Regions from separate parts of the Mus musculus genome. Here all the other regions are linked to region 2. Evidence: chromatin contacts called from public HiChIP or PLAC-seq, Micro-C and promoter capture Hi-C data. All regions are on one chromosome and are shown on one strand. Each heading gives the region's core, a stretch centred on a gene start, on an enhancer-like site or on the middle of the called end of the contact. The rest is flanking DNA. Distances are from core to core; before and after follow the strand shown. Region 1 holds the start of Nek6 (NIMA (never in mitosis gene a)-related expressed kinase 6). Region 2 holds the start of Dennd1a (DENN/MADD domain containing 1A). Region 3 overlaps Dennd1a (DENN/MADD domain containing 1A). Region 4 overlaps Dennd1a (DENN/MADD domain containing 1A). Region 5 overlaps Dennd1a (DENN/MADD domain containing 1A). Region 6 overlaps Dennd1a (DENN/MADD domain containing 1A).

Evidence for each region. Promoter capture Hi-C pulls out the DNA fragments that hold promoters and counts their contacts. A called contact is a pair of places that touch in the nucleus more often than the background predicts. HiChIP or PLAC-seq counts read pairs in DNA pulled down with a chosen protein or histone mark.
Region 1: a contact with region 2 is called in a FOXA1 HiChIP or PLAC-seq map of pancreatic cancer cells. The contact joins the promoter of Nek6 here to the promoter of Dennd1a in region 2. A contact is called at or near these places in 4 of 484 Hi-C or Micro-C datasets (CD8 T cells, adipose-derived mesenchymal stem cells, embryonic stem cells and 1 more), 1 of 115 datasets of contacts at active chromatin or transcription factors (pancreatic cancer cells) and 2 of 9 other capture datasets (adipose tissue and liver).
Region 3: a contact with region 2 is called in a Micro-C map of the G1E-ER4 cell line. The contact joins the enhancer-like site here to the promoter of Dennd1a in region 2. A contact is called at or near these places in 1 of 39 promoter capture datasets (hippocampal neurons), 5 of 484 Hi-C or Micro-C datasets (the Ba/F3 cell line, the G1E-ER4 cell line and olfactory sensory neurons), 7 of 115 datasets of contacts at active chromatin or transcription factors (astrocytes, bone marrow-derived macrophages, embryonic limb bud and 3 more) and 2 of 9 other capture datasets (liver and pancreatic islet).
Region 4: a contact with region 2 is called in an H3K4me3 HiChIP or PLAC-seq map of embryonic limb bud, with 2.1 times the contacts expected there. The contact joins the enhancer-like site here to the promoter of Dennd1a in region 2. A contact is called at or near these places in 2 of 484 Hi-C or Micro-C datasets (CD4 T cells and embryonic stem cells), 4 of 115 datasets of contacts at active chromatin or transcription factors (embryonic limb bud, embryonic stem cells, kidney and 1 more) and 1 of 9 other capture datasets (liver).
Region 5: a promoter capture Hi-C map of liver shows a contact between it and region 2. The contact joins the enhancer-like site here to the promoter of Dennd1a in region 2. A contact is called at or near these places in 9 of 39 promoter capture datasets (the 3T3-L1 cell line, 3T3-L1-derived adipocytes, the HPC-7 cell line and 5 more), 5 of 484 Hi-C or Micro-C datasets (the Ba/F3 cell line, the G1E-ER4 cell line and liver), 5 of 115 datasets of contacts at active chromatin or transcription factors (bone marrow-derived macrophages, cardiomyocytes, fibro-adipogenic progenitors and 2 more) and 3 of 9 other capture datasets (adipose tissue, liver and pancreatic islet).
Region 6: a contact with region 2 is called in an H3K27ac HiChIP or PLAC-seq map of neural progenitor cells, with 4 times the contacts expected there. The contact joins the enhancer-like site here to the promoter of Dennd1a in region 2. A contact is called at or near these places in 3 of 39 promoter capture datasets (the 3T3-L1 cell line, hippocampal neurons and liver), 7 of 115 datasets of contacts at active chromatin or transcription factors (astrocytes, bone marrow-derived macrophages, embryonic limb bud and 3 more) and 2 of 9 other capture datasets (adipose tissue and pancreatic islet).

The regions. Positions count from the first base shown.
Region 1 is chr2:38,510,401-38,513,100 of GRCm38.p6, forward strand. It overlaps Nek6 (NIMA (never in mitosis gene a)-related expressed kinase 6), which reads left to right and starts at 1,297. Exons shown (of 10, transcript NM_021606.3): 1 at 1,297-1,393.
Region 2 is chr2:38,286,119-38,288,818 of GRCm38.p6, forward strand. Dennd1a (DENN/MADD domain containing 1A) reads right to left here and starts at 1,266. Exons shown (of 23, transcript NM_001362973.1): 1 at 995-1,266. The coding sequence starts at 1,011.
Region 3 is chr2:38,124,451-38,127,150 of GRCm38.p6, forward strand. Dennd1a (DENN/MADD domain containing 1A) reads right to left here. Exons shown (of 23, transcript NM_001362973.1): 5 at 2,079-2,198. Among named protein-coding and RNA genes, the nearest start is that of Dennd1a, 160 kb to the right of the region's middle. Within about 2 kb of position 1,426, at least 16 of the 459 cell types and tissues checked have an H3K27ac peak or open chromatin away from gene starts, as enhancers often do. A contact at or near this core is called in the G1E-ER4 cell line and hippocampal neurons, where this site is marked.
Region 4 is chr2:38,067,235-38,069,934 of GRCm38.p6, forward strand. All of the region lies in intron 5 of Dennd1a (DENN/MADD domain containing 1A), which reads right to left. Among named protein-coding and RNA genes, the nearest start is that of Dennd1a, 220 kb to the right of the region's middle. Within about 2 kb of position 1,292, at least 23 of the 459 cell types and tissues checked have an H3K27ac peak or open chromatin away from gene starts, as enhancers often do. A contact at or near this core is called in embryonic limb bud, where this site is marked.
Region 5 is chr2:38,142,840-38,145,580 of GRCm38.p6, forward strand. All of the region lies in intron 3 of Dennd1a (DENN/MADD domain containing 1A), which reads right to left. Among named protein-coding and RNA genes, the nearest start is that of Dennd1a, 140 kb to the right of the region's middle. Within about 2 kb of position 1,447, at least 39 of the 459 cell types and tissues checked have an H3K27ac peak or open chromatin away from gene starts, as enhancers often do. A contact at or near this core is called in the G1E-ER4 cell line and liver, where this site is marked.
Region 6 is chr2:38,099,027-38,101,726 of GRCm38.p6, forward strand. The region is part of intron 5 of Dennd1a (DENN/MADD domain containing 1A); the gene reads right to left. Among named protein-coding and RNA genes, the nearest start is that of Dennd1a, 190 kb to the right of the region's middle. Within about 2 kb of position 1,400, at least 29 of the 459 cell types and tissues checked have an H3K27ac peak or open chromatin away from gene starts, as enhancers often do. A contact at or near this core is called in embryonic limb bud, hippocampal neurons and neural progenitor cells, where this site is marked.

The DNA.
Region 1 (2,700 bases), core at 47-2,546, 220 kb after region 2:
AACATCATGAGGCAGGCAGGGGGAGTAATATAGGTTGTGGGCCTGATTACTGTGGACTCAAGTAGACTAGTTAACTGAATACTCAGCAGGTTGCTATCCCGTGCCCAGACATGTACAGCAGATTAATGGACAGATGGCAGGTGCTTGGGCACACAGACAGTCTAGAACACTCAGAAGCAGCAATACCTGTCCCAGCTACGAGCATCCCTTCCTGAGGGGAAGTGGGAGTCACCTTAATTGCTCCCCAGAGAAGCTTGGACATCCTAGTGGGGTTGTTAAGTATGCATAGATGAAGGCAGTTGTTGTTGTTGTTGTTTTGTTTTTTGTTTTTAACATACAACACTTGGTGTGAATTTGGAAGACATGGGGAGGTTAAAGACAATTTGCTGGAGTTCTTTTGTTCCATTGTGTGGGTCTGGAGGATCAAACTCAGGTCATTCCCCCCACCTCCACCCCCACCCCCACCCCCAGGCTCCTGGGTATTTGGCTGGCCCACTTACTCCTAAAAACCTTCTGCACACTGATGCTTGGCTGGCCTGGAGTTCCCAGGAAGGCAGTATCCCCAGGAGATACTGGCACTTTGAGGGCAGGGACTTGGATTTATCCTAGGTGCCTACTTCTGGAACTGTACTGGGCACTATTTGTACACTGTACTATTGTACACACTGATATATATATATATATATATATATATATATATATACATATATACATATATACATATATACATATATATATATATATATATATATATATATATATATATATATATATATATATATATATATATAATATGAATGACAACATCTCATGTAGCCCAGGCTGGCTTGGAATTTGCTATATAGCCAAGAATGAATGAATTTCAGACATTTTTGCCTCAGCCTTCCTAATTCAGAGATTACAGGTGCCCAATTTCCCTAGTGCTGAGATTAGGAAAGCATGCTATCAACTGAACTTCACCTCCTGCTGCACTCTGTGAATGGGTCAATTTCGGTCCTGCGAGGGCTGTGAGAGGAGCAATGTCAGCTGATGAGGAATCCATGGGTGTGGGGAAGGGTCCACGAATTGGTTACCCAGCGAATCTGCATCTTATAAAGTCTAGAGCCCGCGCAGAGGGGTTCAGTGCCCAGGGTTTGGAGTCTGAGGCTCAGTCTTCCAACCTGAGTTGGACGATCAGGCACCCAGGCTGGGAGCGCGCCCCCGGCGCCCCCTAGCCTGCGTGGCGGCCGCGCGCACGGGCGCAGGGGGCGGCGCGGCCCCGCGGCGGGGAGGGGCGGGCGCGCGGGCGCGCGCAGAAGCGGCGGCTGAACCAAGCGGACTAGCTGCGGCCGCAGCGCCGCCAACTCGCGTGTGACCCGCGCTCCGCCCGCCGCCGAGAGAGCCGCCAGCGCCGGTGAGTGGCCTGGGACCAGCGAGGGGCGCGGGCCAGGGCGTGGGACTGTCACCCGAGGCGTTGTGGGCGCGCGCGCGTGCCCGGGGAGTCGGCGGGGACGCCCGCAGGAGGCCGAGGTGTCCGCGGCGGGCTCCATCCGCCCAGCTGCGCGGGAGTGCGTGCGTGTGCACATCAGGGGCCCGGGCTGTGAGTTTGGGGTGGACCAGTGCGGGTGGACGGGCTCGGCTTCGGTTTATCCGTTTATCGAGTGTTTACCGTGGATGCCAAGGAGTACGTGTGCCCACGTGTCTGAACGTTCCCGAGTGAGTGTGTGCACACGTGCACGGGCAAAAGTGTACAAATTCCATACGAGAGTGTGTTTAGGATCCAGACTGTGCACTCCACACTGCAGGCCGGTGTGTGTGTGATGTGCCGGCTGACCCTGTCCAGAGAGGGTGCTGGGCCGGATTCTGTGAGTCCGCAGATCCCCAGGTTCTGACTTTGGTTGGAAGCCTCTTAGCCCGGCCTTGGCAGAACTCTGCATGGCCACGCAGGCTGAGGAGGGGGCTGCGCTGAACTTGAATTGAGGTTTTCTAAATATGTCTTAGTTCCCTGGCTTTGTTCGTGGCTGTCTCTAGCTAGGCCAGATTTGGACTCTGTTCCCCATACCTAGGGGTTAGGCCCTAGGGAGACCCAGGGCCCCAGATACTTGTCCTCTCTGCCTGCTCCTCTAAGTTAATCATATTTCCCTGATTTAACCGAGCCCCAGAGGGCCATAACAAATGGGTGACAGCATGCTTGGGACACATCCTCTAAGGGCTGTCCGTGAAGTTTTGATTGACAGTTTGTGCATGTGTGTTTGAAAGTTTTAACTGCGTTAGAGCAAACTTTAGAAAGTTTATGTACAAAGTTTCACTCCACTTGCAAAATGCAGGGTGACTTTTTGAGGGGAAAATGTCCTCACAGGAGCCTGGTGTGTGTAAAAGGGCATGTTAAAAACCCTATTGCTAATGGGAGAAGAATTTCATTGAATGGGTGCCTGACTCCCAACAGGAGAAACTTAACCAGTGAACTTTGGACATCGTCGTCCAGAAGACAAAACCTGGAAGGAAACAAAAAAAGACCCATGTTCATTTTTTTTTTCCTCTTTGTCCCGAAAACTGGAGAAGAAAAAATATCCCCACCTTCTGGACGTGTTGAAACTGTTCCCCTCCCCCACCGGGGCCAGGCTCTCCCTGGATCCCCCACCCCCAAATAAAATATGCCTGTGGGGAGCGGAGGAGTGAGTCACTCTCTGGCAGAGGGCCCCACGGCAAACATTTGGGAAG
Region 2 (2,700 bases), core at 16-2,515:
GTTTATGGTGTCTTATGAATGCTGTTTTCCAGAAAAGCCTATGCTGTCAACTTTGTTTTTCAATGTCCTTAAGCAATTCTATTAGTCATAGAGAAAAAGTGAGCATTTGCTAATGATTAGAGAGAGAGAGAGAAAGAGAGTAAGCATCTGAGTCCTAGGGCTGAGGAAGGGAGTGGCCAGAATTGGTCTTAGCTGGGAGGGGAGATAGAGACCAAGGCAACAACACCCAAATTGGACCACAGAAAAGTTGTAATTCCCAAAGACAACTTCTAATGTTTCGGTGGGTACTTAAGTTACAAGTATCAGCATTTTCACGAGAAAACGAAGCCTCAACCAGGGGCTCCAAGCAAATGAAGAAGGAGTAAGGGAATGTGCCTGACTGGATTGCAAAACCTTTTCAAAATCAGGTGCTCAGTGACAGCTAAAGGTGTCTTCCTTCATAGCCTTTGGCCCTGGCTTGTGTGCAGACTCAGATAAGAGGAAGAGTCAGCAAAGGCAAAGCGCCTTCCTGTGCAGGCAGGCCATCCAGGCCTTAAATGTCCCAGAAGCCCCCTCCCTCTAAGAACCTCACACCACTTCTGGAATGATTACAGGCCTCACGCAGACAGGCTGCAACCTCTCAGGACCTGCCAACTCTCGGGGTCGCCCCCAAACACACCCTTATGAAGACTTGCTTCCGGAGACCTCCCCTCTCCCAGCAGCAGTCTGACAGTTTTCTGGGGCTCTGTACATCCCGCCTAGGGAGCCACCGCGTCAGCAGTTCCCGCCCTCAGGTGAGGAGGGGGCATCTGATCATCCGCGCCCCTCCACCCCACACGCACCCCGTCCCCGAGCCTTCCCGCATCACCATGGCAACCGTCCCCCTCCCCGCTTGACGCCTCCACGCGGGGCGCCCCTCCGGTCTGGGCAACAAGTCCCCCAAGCGCGGCCCACGGCCTGCAGCTCTAGCCCAGCCTCGCCTCCCCCGCGCCCGGCTCCGCCCGGCCGCACTCACTTGATCCTGGAGCCCATGGTCCCGGGGCCTCCTCATGGACCCGCGGGCCCCGCTCGGTGCTGCGCTGCACTGCACTGCCCGCCCGCCCGCGGCCGACAGGCCTCCCTCAGGAGCTCTCCCCGCCCCTTCCTCCCTTCCCTCAGGCAGGGGCCCGCCCGCTCGAGGCTCGCTCCCCGGCCGCCGCAGCTGCTGTCGCCTCCCGGGGTTAAAGTACTCGCTCCAGCCGGGCGAGCGCCATGGTCGCCCGCGCGCGTACCCGGCGCGCGCCGCCCCCTCCGTCTCTCACACCGCCGCCCCCTCCCGCCCGCGCCGCTGACCGCGGGGGCTGCTGGGAAGTGTAGTCCACTCGCGTGAGGGTGGCCCCGGGGGGCGGGAAGCGCGCAGCAGGACAGTGGTCTACCCGAAAGGTCTGTGGCTTCTCTGAGAAGAGACCTAGGGACCTTTGTCCCACTGCTTTTCATCAGAATCCACCCAAAGCGACCTGAAGGAACTTCCATCGTGTCCCCAGAGGCCACTAAAGAAGCCTTCGTCCACTCCTCAAGTGGAGAATTTTTGACAGGCTAAAATTCGGGGAGGGGGGTGTCTGAATTGGAGGAAACAGTTGTCCTCCCCTCTCAGGAACTCACAATGACTCCAGTTTCACTGAGTCAGGCTTCAGGGTTCTGGTTTCCCGAATTTGAAAACTGAAGTTCACAGACCATGGATGTTTAGCTTTAAAGAGTTGGTTTTTTTGTTTGTTTTTTTGGTTTTGTTTTTGGTTTTGTTTTTTTAATACCTCCATAAGTAGGAGCTTGGGAGAAAAGCCGGCCCATCCCAGGAAATGGGGTATCATAGAACTGCATGCCAGGTGCTGAGGGTGAGTTAGTCCAAATGTTTAACCTGTGGAACCAATGACTTTATTGGACTTTCTTAGAAAGCATGAGTGGGGGTTGCTTACAGGAGTGTGGGTGACTCCAAAGCAGCTGCACTGGAAAGTGCACACCATCATCGTCGTCGTTGTCCGTGTTCCCGCCCCCCTCCCCCCAAGACTCTTTAATCCCAGCATTTGAGTAGGGGAGGCTAGTGGATCTCTGTGAATTTGAGGCCAGCCTGGTCTACAGAACTAGTTCCAAGAGAGCCAGGGCTACACAGTGAAACCCTGTCTTGAAAAACAAAAACAAAAACCTACCCTTCTATGACCGAAAGCTTCCTGTAGACATATATACAGTTTTCTTTAGTTAACCTCCTATAAACTACTACAATCTGTGTACTACAGCACCTCCCTGGGCCCAGAGGAATGTGCAATTAGAGTAGATTGCATACAAATGGCTGGGAGAACCGGGTGGAGTCCCCTCTGAGAAACTGTTAACAGCCAACAGGCCTGCTCCTGATGACCTTCTGCAAGCAGGCACAGCTGATGTGAAGATGGTGGCTATTTTGCTGTGAGGACCAGATTCTATAACCAATCACCTAGGTGAGAAAATTCTGGAAATATCTGAGGGAGTTTCCAGATTAGTTTAATTCAGGAGGGTGGCCTCTTCCATGGGCTGGCTTAAATGAACGGGGAAGGCAGCATTCATCTCTCTCTGTGCTTTCTGACTGGATTCAGTCATTGTGACTAGCAGCCTCACTTTTCTGCTGCCATGTCTTCTCCTTCTACCATGTTAAACTGTACTGTACCCTCAAACTGTGAGCCAAATTAAACCCTACATTGTTTTTTATTTTGG
Region 3 (2,700 bases), core at 176-2,675, 160 kb before region 2:
TCACATTTGGTGAATCAGGACATTTGGTGAATTCGGTGAATTTGGATCCTTAAGTTTGTAAAACAGTTCACAGCATGGGCTTTCAGTACTCTCTGAGCTCCCAGGAAAGGTTTCAGTAACTGGGGGCTTTAGTATCTGTAGGTGTTGGCAAATTGGAAAATCTGTTCCAGATAATTAAAAAAATTCAACCTTACACTTCTGATGCTGGTACCACAATCTGTATTGGTCAGGGTGAATATATAGAGAAAGGGGAATTTAGTAGAATGACTTAAAGGAAGTAGTCCAGAGAATAAGCCCAACAATGGCTGTCTAAGGTCTAAGAATCCAGTAGTTGTTCAGTCTACAAGGCTGGATGTCTCAGCTGGTCCTCAGTATATTGCAGAATCCTGGAAGAAGTAGATGCCAGTAAAGGAATGAACTTGAGCAAGCTGTAAAAAGAGAGCTTCCTTCTTCTGTGTCCTTTATCTGGGCTTACAGCAGAAGGTGTGGTCCAGATTTAAAGTGTGTCTTCCCACCTCAAATATCCAGAGTGGAAGTGAGACCCCACTTCAAAAGATTTAATTAAGAAAAACTCTCACAGTTGTGTCTTGCCATTCGGGTTATAGTTAATTCCAGATATAGTCAAGTTGACAACCAAAAATAGCCATCATACCTGGCTTCTCTCAAACACAAAATCCATAGTGGACATATAAAACTGAACACCAGAATCAAAGGCACATACACTTACTGATATACCTATTTGTTTATTTTTGGTGGTGATGCTGGGGATCAAGCACAGGGCCTATGCATATAGGCAAGCCCTACAACACTAAGCCACACTCTTGGAATATTAAATTCACAGTTTTAAATAAATGGTTGTCCATTCCCAGACGTTTGGGGGAAAAAAAAAAACACCCATCCTGAAGACTCTGGTCCCCAAACCAGAAATGCTAAGAAGTTGACTTCACTAGCTAGGAAGAAAAACACTGAGATCTTTGTAGAGAAATGTAGAGCTGTGGACCAGGCTGACAGGAGCAAAGAAACCTCATAAATTGGGCCCTTTTGTCCTAGTTTGGTGTGTGGCTTTGGGGAGTGAGATATGTTGGGAGGTCCTTTACTCAGTGAGAAGGTGAACAAAGTGCAGACTATTACAGAAGAGAAATGCTCCTTCTAGAATCCACATAGAGCCTGGCCTTTTACCTCTGGCTGGGCCCAAGCATGGGGCCAGGGTTGTGTCATGGATGCCTCTCTGATGCCCATACTGGCTGTTCCACAACAGAGAGAGAGAGAGAGAGAGAGAGAGAGAGAGAGAGAGAGAGAGAGAGAGAGAGAGAGAGAGAGAGAAAGCCCTGTAACACCTACTTAAGAGAGGCAGATGGAGAGGAGAGGAGAGAGGAGGAGAGAGTGCGTGGGATGCCTTTACCTCCCCCTCAGGAGGCGCCCAGCAGGAGCCCACAGAGCCAGCAGCTCCAAAATCGGATTTCCACACATCCTCCCACCCCAGAATGCCTTACCCCTCTAACAAGAGGAAACAGAGCATTAAGCAAGTGTGGCTCTGGTGTTCAAGGGGATTTCAGAAGGCCTGAAGATGTCTTCTCACACTTCTGCACTTTTCTGGAACTTCTACAGAGGTAGCCAGATTGGGAAGTTATTCAGACAATGACCCAAAGAGGGCAAGTATGCTACTCCAAGGAGCACACAATCAGCGCCTGCAGGTTGTCCTGAGCTAGACACATACTTTATTAATAATCTTACATACACAAAATGTCCACAGGGAAGCCTAACAGACTAATTTCTGACAGCTCCAGATAACAGTAGGAGGGACTGAAGCCCTGACAACTCTCCAGTTTCTGCATACCACTAAGGAGCAATGAGCCCTTCCCACCCAAGGGATGCGATGCAAATAAATAAATACAATTATCTGCAGGGCCTCAAGTGCAAGAGTAACACCACAAAGTCCTTCTCCCCAAGTCCAGTGACTTGTGGGGAACAGATAGGATACCAAAACAACAGCTGGAAAACTTAATTACAGAAAGACTATGCAAAAGCTGACAACTGTTTCAAAGAACCAGCCAACGGCTGAGGCACTTCTCCCTTACCTTAAGATACAGAAGCAGCTCTTGGCTCCTGAAGATAAGCGGCAGAACCCGAATCTCTGTTTGCTGTCAATGTCAGTGAGCACAAATGTGAAGTTCTGGCCAACTTGGCTAACTGTGAGGCTGTAGAGAAGACAGAACAAAGGGAGAGATGAATGTGTGCTAAGTTTCCAGATAAAGTATCTAATCACCACAAGTCATTGAACCTGTTACATTTCCTTTGTGGAACTTTGTAAATGAGCTAAAATTTTACACACTTCAAGGGAGCAGACAAGAAAGTGGAGGGAAAGGAAAGGGAGAGAGGAAGCAAGGACAGAAGGGGATGGAGGAAAAGGAGAGAGGAAAGGAGGGGGAAGAATATAAGGAGAGAAAGGAGTCTGCTCTAATGTCCCCCAAAAATCAAAATCATCACTACTTTCCAATGTGCCTGATAGAATTCGGGCCCCAGGTACCTAGGTGAATCAGCCATCAATGTTAAAAGAGGCACTCTATCTACCTCATTTTTTTATAGAAGATGAGAGCTGGGACAAGTGCTGCCTAAGATACAACTTGGTGACTGGCAAAACGCTGTTTTTTTTTAAGCCTTGCTGTGACTCCCATGGCCACAGCACCAGTTCACAACACC
Region 4 (2,700 bases), core at 42-2,541, 220 kb before region 2:
AGATAAAACTGAGTCTCAGAAGCAGAATGACCTTTTTTTATGATGGTATGGCTATTAAAGCACAAAACTAGCCCAGTTTGTATTCTCAGTCCTATTTGCTCCATAAGAGTAGTGAAACTGAAATGAGACATGGAATTCTTATCTTGCAATTCTCACTGCAACACCCTGGTACAATCAAAGCTTGCCTCTAAAACTCTGAAGCTATAAAGTACCTTGAGCAACCCAACTTTGGCTACCTCCCAACAATTCAGTGTGTTTTCTTACTTTGCCAGCCCCAGGGATACCTGTCATGTCCCTACTCTTCCTTGCTTTAGGAATTAGAGTGCACATTATATTGGAGATGCGGGGGGTGGGGGGAGCACATCTTGGGGGAATTTCAAGTTTCCAGTGCCTGAAGTTGTGACCTAGATGTACATTTTCAAGAACTTAGTAGAAAGACCATAGCTTATGTCACAGGTTCTTAAGCTGTGTAGTCTTCTTAAATCTAATGCATGAAGCTCTGTGTGCATGCTGTGGTGACATTTAAGGAAGCATTAGATTAAACAAGGTACCCAGTTTCCATGAACAGCACTCATTTATTTCATCGGCACCCACATCTCTGCTTGAATGCTCTCTCATTCCATCGCAAATCTCTCTATAAAAGTGTCTAGCTGTCTCTTAAAGCCATTTATGTTCAATGCTTCAGTGCCTTTCCTTGGCGACTTTTTCCATATGCTTAACTTCTTTCAGAGAAACATTTCTGTCTCAATTCACAGAACAGCACACCAATCAGCATAAGCAGGCAGGCAGGTAAAGGGAGAAAAGAGAGGCAAGCATGAGGTGAAAAGGCAAAGTATGAAGGTAGCTAGCCCATTAAAACTAATGTTTTGGAAGGCAAAAAGCTTGGAGCCAAGAGAAAATGAATCTAGCACCTACCCCCAAGCAATCAGAGGGCTCTGAACTTGAATTTATAACTCAAACACTCTGGGCCATATGCAACTTGAGACGCACAACGGGTAGCACTACTGGGGATTTATGACTTATGACTTGTTCATATTTAATTTGTAACCAAACACTTCCCCTTCCTCTTAGCTACCTTAGAACTCTTGATTAACTCTTGTTTTCACAGGTCAGAGGTTAAATAAAGGAAGGGAAGCACTCTGGGGTGAGACTGCCCAGAGCACCACATCCAAGAGTGACCCTGTGCAAGAAACATTAAAATAAGTGATAAGGCCAGAGATTGCTCCAGACAGCTCATGTTCAAAGGCTCCTTTGGGTACAAGGCAGACCTGAGCAAGGAGAGTTGACAACAAAGTCAGACAGGAAGCTGGTCTGCTCTCAGTTACTTCTGGTGACTGCATGGCTCTCTCACTAAGACAGTTCTCATAGTGTTTCTGTAAGTAAAGCTGAAGGTTTTAAGGAAAGTAAAGGAAGAACCTGTGCAAGCCGGGTAAACTCTCTCTTGTTTCCCTAGGCCACAGCAATCCGTCCCATCCGTTAGACTGTGCTACTCAGAAGAAAACCTCTGCCTCTACCCAATTTCGTAGCAGCAATTCTGTGCTGGGCAGAGGAAAGCAGAATTCTCCACAGTAATCTTGAATAAGAAAACATAATCTGTCCAAGCATGACAAGATCCTAGCTCCAAGAACCTTTGCTGCTGTGCTGCTCAAGATACAGCAAAGCGATTAAAATATCATAAGGACTTCTGTTAATTTAGGGATTTACCAATGCCAGGAAATCATCTAGAATTTGACTCAGTGATTTCAAGTAGATGCCAGAAAATGGTTTAGGAAAGTAGAGCATAGAAAAGCTAGGTAACTTGCTGAAAGCACATGGCTTCAAAGATCAGGGTAACAACTTAGTCTCCATGAGTTGCTATTCCAACAGGTAGTCATTCTCCAAAGAAGTACTATAGTCAATTGTCCTCTGGACAGTTTACACACAGTACACTAACTCCATTAGTGTTTTTAAGCTGTTGGCAAAAATGGAACAAATTGTCTAGCAGCAATCTTTCATTCATTTCCTAACATAATTCAGGTTCCTGGGCAGAGGTGCTAAATGACCACTAAGGCTAAGTTTCTGCATGTGGAGCTATGGTAAAGTTAGGAATGTCCAAAAAGAGGCAAAAAGTGCAATACTTGGGGAAATCTAAGCAGCCACAGGGAGAAAGCCATACATCCTGTACCATAATTAAAAATAGCCACTTGGTGAAGCTGAACTTTCCTCTACTGCACACTTCAGCAGAACAGATGAACTCAGACCTGAACACCAGAGGAATTGGGAATCCAGGACATAGTGATCAGAAGTGCAATACCAGATTGCCATTAGTCACTTTCTGCTGCAACCATGACAGAAGCTCCACCACTCAGCCATCCTGATTTTTTTATGTTTAGGGATTGTTGTTTATTAGAAGCCAGGGGAAGACCTTTGCAATATTACAAAAGCCAAAAATTCACATTATAAAACCCTCTCAAGATATGACTATAATTACAAACTTTGAAAAAGAAACATTAAAAATCCAACTTTGGAAAAGGATACCCAGTCAGTAAAATTCTTGGCAGAAACCAGATCCTCTAATATAATTTCTTAAAGTCATACAGTAGGAAAGAGCAAGACAGTTGCCTTCTAATGAGTAACATGAGTAACTACAAAAATTTACATGAAGACCAGAAAATGAGTATATTTTAACCTTTTTATTTCTTTTGGGAACTTTATTTTCCT
Region 5 (2,741 bases), core at 197-2,696, 140 kb before region 2:
CTTTTCTGCTCACATTAGTCTAGAAAAAAAAATCTTTCATTATCAAGCTCAAAGTCCTTGAATTTTTTAAACTTAATTGTGCCTCTATTTCTTAGAATTCACACCCCAAGGCCAAAGCTTTCCTGCCACCAGTCCTTCAAATCTGACTTGGACATTACACGGGAGGAGGCTCCAAGCCTCCCTGAGGTCTCACTCCTTTTACAACACACGAAAAAGCAGTCGATAATGGGCCCATGCTGAATTCACTGCTCCCCACGTCTCCTCTTGGGACACAAGCCTAGCAGATGTGATAAAAACTGTGTCAGAGAAGTGGCTCTAGTTTGTGCCTTAATGACAACTTAAACCTCTACACCAATACAACCAAGAGATGAACAGAGCTGCCTGTTACCTCTCTCTGCTGCCAATCTTCCAATACCTTGGAACTAAATTAGCGCCTCTCCCCACAACTTCCCCTGCCACCCCTCAAAACCTATTCTAATTTTAAAAGATAAATGAGTTCAGAAAACACACTGGTGGCACAAGTGTCTGGGTGCTGTGTGTGTGGATGTCCTATAATTAAACGCTGACACATATTTCATAGAGTTTGTATTTTCTCAAGGTATGATTGAACATTCAGATGTCATAAAAGACTGCCTACTAAACTCCCTCTGATCACCACCCCAGTACCCATATTCACATATACCGCTGGGAGATTTACAGCCTCCAAAAAAAAAAATGCTTCAAGGTCTAAAGATTATTTTTAAACATGTTCAAACATAAGAGAGGTGATATTCCAAGTTAATGAAACATTCTAATTATTAAAATTTATACAGGACAATTTCTTAAACCATAGGCGGTTATACTTTTCTTTTAACTCATAAGAACTCTTTGTCTTATCTAATGATATGGTACCATAAAAATCTATTTAAATGTGTACCTCTGATAACATTTTCTAAATTCTATAATTCAGCCTTCAGATGATGGGTCTTTTAACCCAGTATCTTGAAAGCCTATTCAGCCACAATTGCATACCCACTTAATCAGCAATCATTGTTCTGGGATGTGGGACTTTGTTGTCAAGACAAGCACCAAAACCTTTAAAAAAAAATTTTTTTTTTTTTCAGAACTGGCATAAGAAAAAAGTGATCTTTGTCAGACAAGGACAAATTTATGCAAATCTTTTATAAACATTCACAAACATTTATTTAGCTTTTGAAATGTTGGCCTCATTTGAGAGCATGAAAATGAGGGGGAAGTAGAAAAACGCAAAGGACAGCTTAGAAGCTGGCACGCTACATAAATATTCAGAAGGAAGATTATAGGATTCATGTTAGGCTGTCTTAGGCTTCTCCAAAGTCCACATAGAATAGCAAAGAACAAAACTAACGAGAAGTGCAGCAGATGTTAGACAATGCATCGGCCTCTTTTCCTCTCTCACTTGGCTATACTTGGACGCTTTTATATTTCCTTTCAATATGGTTAGGTCATTCAAGGATTCTCCTATAGACTCTGTATTGTGGCTACAGATCTATAAGCTGGGGGTCTGTCAGCTTTCCAAAAGTTTCCAATGAAAAGGCATTATGCAAATTCTACCTCTCTTACCCTCTTTCAGGGGGGAAAAAAGCCTCCAGTATGCAGTCATCAGAGTATTGGAAGCCCCAGCCTTCATTTCTGTATGGCTGTGTTTGCCTCAGGGCCACGCTGCTTGTTTTGACAGTGGATCCCCCTAGATAGTTGGGATTAGTCGAGCTTGTTTGGATAAACTTGAAATCAAGGCCTTCTCTAGGTAGACAGCTAGATGTAGCTACCGAGTTTCCAGCTGCCTCCTCCTTTCATCCCCAAACAACTGCAGATTCACAGTAGCTATCACAGCCACAGGCTATGTCACATACATAAGTACAAAATTAAAGGCTGCTAAAAGAAGCCTTTGTAAGTCTTAGTGCTAAAATAAGGAATCTGTACTGCTTGGTTTATACAAATTATTCTAGCACTACCAGTATGGAACTGAACCTATCAGTTAACAAGGCATGTTAATCAAGGCTCCTAGCTTATTCTGATAGACAGGATCATGGTTTAGTATTCACCTAACCTCCACTTATTAGCTCTTACATGAGGATAATAGCTGAAAATGTTGAAAAGGAAATAGCAGTCTTTATTTATCCAGTGCCAGGGAATGTTAGAAAGATACCATCAACAAACACTGCAAGCAGAAAACAGGAATCAAAGTGTAAATATTAGACCTGCTTTGGAAAGAGTATTATTTAGGAATGATTAAACAGGGTTCCACTGCACAGCCATCTCTATTTCACAACTAATATTTCTCCAATCTTATAATGAAAGGAGGACAGGAGGAGGAGTTAGGACTGAGGAAACTTACAGTCAGAACACACTGATGGCATTCTGTTACTGAGACAGAAGGCAGGTGATATGAAACACTAGCAAAATAAGAAAACTATGTAAGAGGTTTCCTAAAATCTAGCATTCAATATTTTACACTTTTTTAATCTCTTCAAAAGGCTAGCAAAATATAAGAAAATAATTCAACCTCATATATATGTTTAATTTACTTTAGTTTCAACACACACAAACTAGCAATTACCTGTGGCTGCTTGCGACCAGCAAAGGCTTTTCTAGAACATTTTCTAGATTTTTTTCTGTGACCCATAATGTTTGTAAGTCCTTTTCCCTTACAATGTCAACTCACACAAGGCAGCTTTCAATCAAATCTTTCACTCATCATCATGTATTCTCAGGAGTCAGCA
Region 6 (2,700 bases), core at 150-2,649, 190 kb before region 2:
GGCACTGGACTAGTCTAGGCTTTGTATTCTTAGCACTTGGTACCCACTCCCATTTTTTAGAGTCAATTGGGCTCTTCTAATTAACCTGCATTTCTCATCTTAGCCCTCAGATATAATTCAGCCACACTATAAAACGAGCCCCATTCATCAAGACAGACCAAAAGAGGGAGGATCCAAGAGTGCACACCTGTGGAATATCTAATCAACCTCTAAACTAGCACACCTAAATTTCCTAATGAGCCTGAAGTAGGAATTTCACTCTTTAATGGCACTGAAAAGCAAACAGTGTGTGCTCAATGTGGCTGGCTCCAGGCCAAATGTGACTTCAACTCTGATACAAAGAGTCAACCACCAGGCATGATCAGGGAGGAGGAGTAGGGAGGAAAGGGTGGACAGGGAGGAGAAGCAGGGAAGAAGGGGGAACACAAAATCATAAAACAGAAAAACAAAAACAAAACAAAACCAAGAACATCTCCCAAGCTTCCTTCCAAGAGGCTGGGTTTATTCAAAACAAAAGGGAGGCTACAGACTGGAGAGGGGCGGAGGGGGGCAGCATGGACTTGAGGACTGAGTAGCAGAGCTCCCAAGGCTGCAGAGCCTGTGCTTCGGTGCTCAGAATCTGGATCCTATTCTCTTAGAGAGCAGGTAGTACTCTACCAGGAGAGGTACAGTTTGCTCTTTCCTCTAAAGGACAGTCTAACAACTAAAAGCCTGAGGAGAACAACAATAACCCGCCCCCCAACAACCAAACAGCAGATAAACAGAGATCATCCCCAAGGCCTTTGACAAAACTGTCAAAACCCAAACTTGAAATTCAGATTTTGACTAGTATTTTCAATGGGTTTTTAATAATTTAGAAGCATAAAATTAGCTTTATAGATTACCATTTAAAATGGCTGGAAAAAAAAAAAGCTAGGAACAAATCCATCTTCAGGAAATTCTTACGGAAGTCACAATTTCAACCCACTTTTACTTTTACCATCAAACATACCTGCCATTGCAGGACCTCTCAGTACAAGACACCAATTATGCCATAAGCCTAATTGTCAAAGCTTCAGCTAGAACTGAAAATTTAGAAGTTGAATATGAAACACTCTTGTGACCCTCATTATATTCTTGTTCAAAATCTTCACTATCAGTAGTGTAATTGTGAGTTAAATGCTAACATTCAGTGATATTCACAGACAGATTTTACAAAGCCTTTTAAAATGCTTGAAAGCTTTAAAGCCCAGGTCTCTGATGTGACAATGCTTTGCAAACTGACCTGGGGAAAAAAAGTCTGCTTCTCTCCAGCATGCAAAGGCAGCTTCCTAGACCACAGGCTCTACAGTGTGCTTTGGAAGTGGTTCAGCATCGCTCTCCTCATAACTCAAATCCTGGTTTGTGTCTGTCTTTATAGGTCATTGTTGGCCAGATGGAAAATATTAAGGGAAAGATATTGCAACTGAAACAGCAGGCTGTAGTAGTGCGCGGTCGCAAGGCCCCAGTTAAGCACAAGCAGATCTGCAGGTGGGCTGTTCCCTGCCACAAACCAGCTCTGGTGCATCCTCTGCTCAGCAGCAGGAGGGCCTGGCCAGCTGAGAGCCACCACTGTGCCAAACAGACTGTGCGGGGTCTCACTGCTCGGATGCTTCCAGAGAAAGAAGGAGAATCGATGGGTTCCTTTGTAAACAACTTGTGCTTTTAGGCTGTGGCCAACTTCAAAGGGGGAATAACTTAATCCAGTCACAAATTATGCCATGTACATCTTCAGGTTGATTTTTTTACTTGAGCAATTATGTGATCGCTTAAAACTGGTTTCTTGCAGGTAAATGACAAATAACAAAAGGAAAGTTAGGCAGGGCATTTAGCAAGCAGGAAATACTGTACAGCCAAATGTAGTTGCTATTTTTTGCTTAAACTAATTTTCAGCAAAATTTGATTTCTTATATTTTTGGTTGTGAGCCTAGCCTTTAATAACTGATCCATCTCTCCAGCCCAAAATCTGATTTCTTATGAGTGAATGCAGACTTCAACTTCAAAGTTTGCGCTGTGGTACAATGTTCCTTCATGAGTCCATCTCTGTATATGAGGCCTGGCTCAAGTGTGGCCCATCCACACATATTTGTGCAATAAAAACTTCAAGTTGTTACTAATGACTAGTCTTTATCAGTGGCTTAGTTCTTGTTTTGAAATGATATAGGGTAGCTGCTATCATCAGGAATCCCATTACACAAAGAGCCAAGACAGCTCAGTAGTAACTTACCTAAAATTAAATCTAAATCTGAAGAAGCTCACAGAATCTATGTGCCTGTCTCTATCTTATGAACATGAAGGAATAATGATAGCAGAAGGAAGAGCCTCTGGCTTTGGCAATTACCCAGGTACAAGCACTCAAGATAGGCAGTAATAAATTTGTGCCCAACAGCCAATAAGGAATATCAAAAAAAAAAAAAAATAGAGAGCAAGTGAAGAGATTTTAAGATTTACTTGTTTTATGTATAAATGTTTTACCTGCATATTTGTGTGTGTGTGTGTGTGTGTGCGCGCAATTTATAAATACAGTATCTGTTCTGTGTGTGTTCACAGACAAGAATGCTTGTGTGCATTCTGTGCAAATGGTAGAAATCAGAAGAAACCATCATATTCCCTGGAACTGGCTACTGGTACTTGTAAGCTGGTGCTGGGAAACTGAACCCAGGTCCTCCACAAGAGAAACAA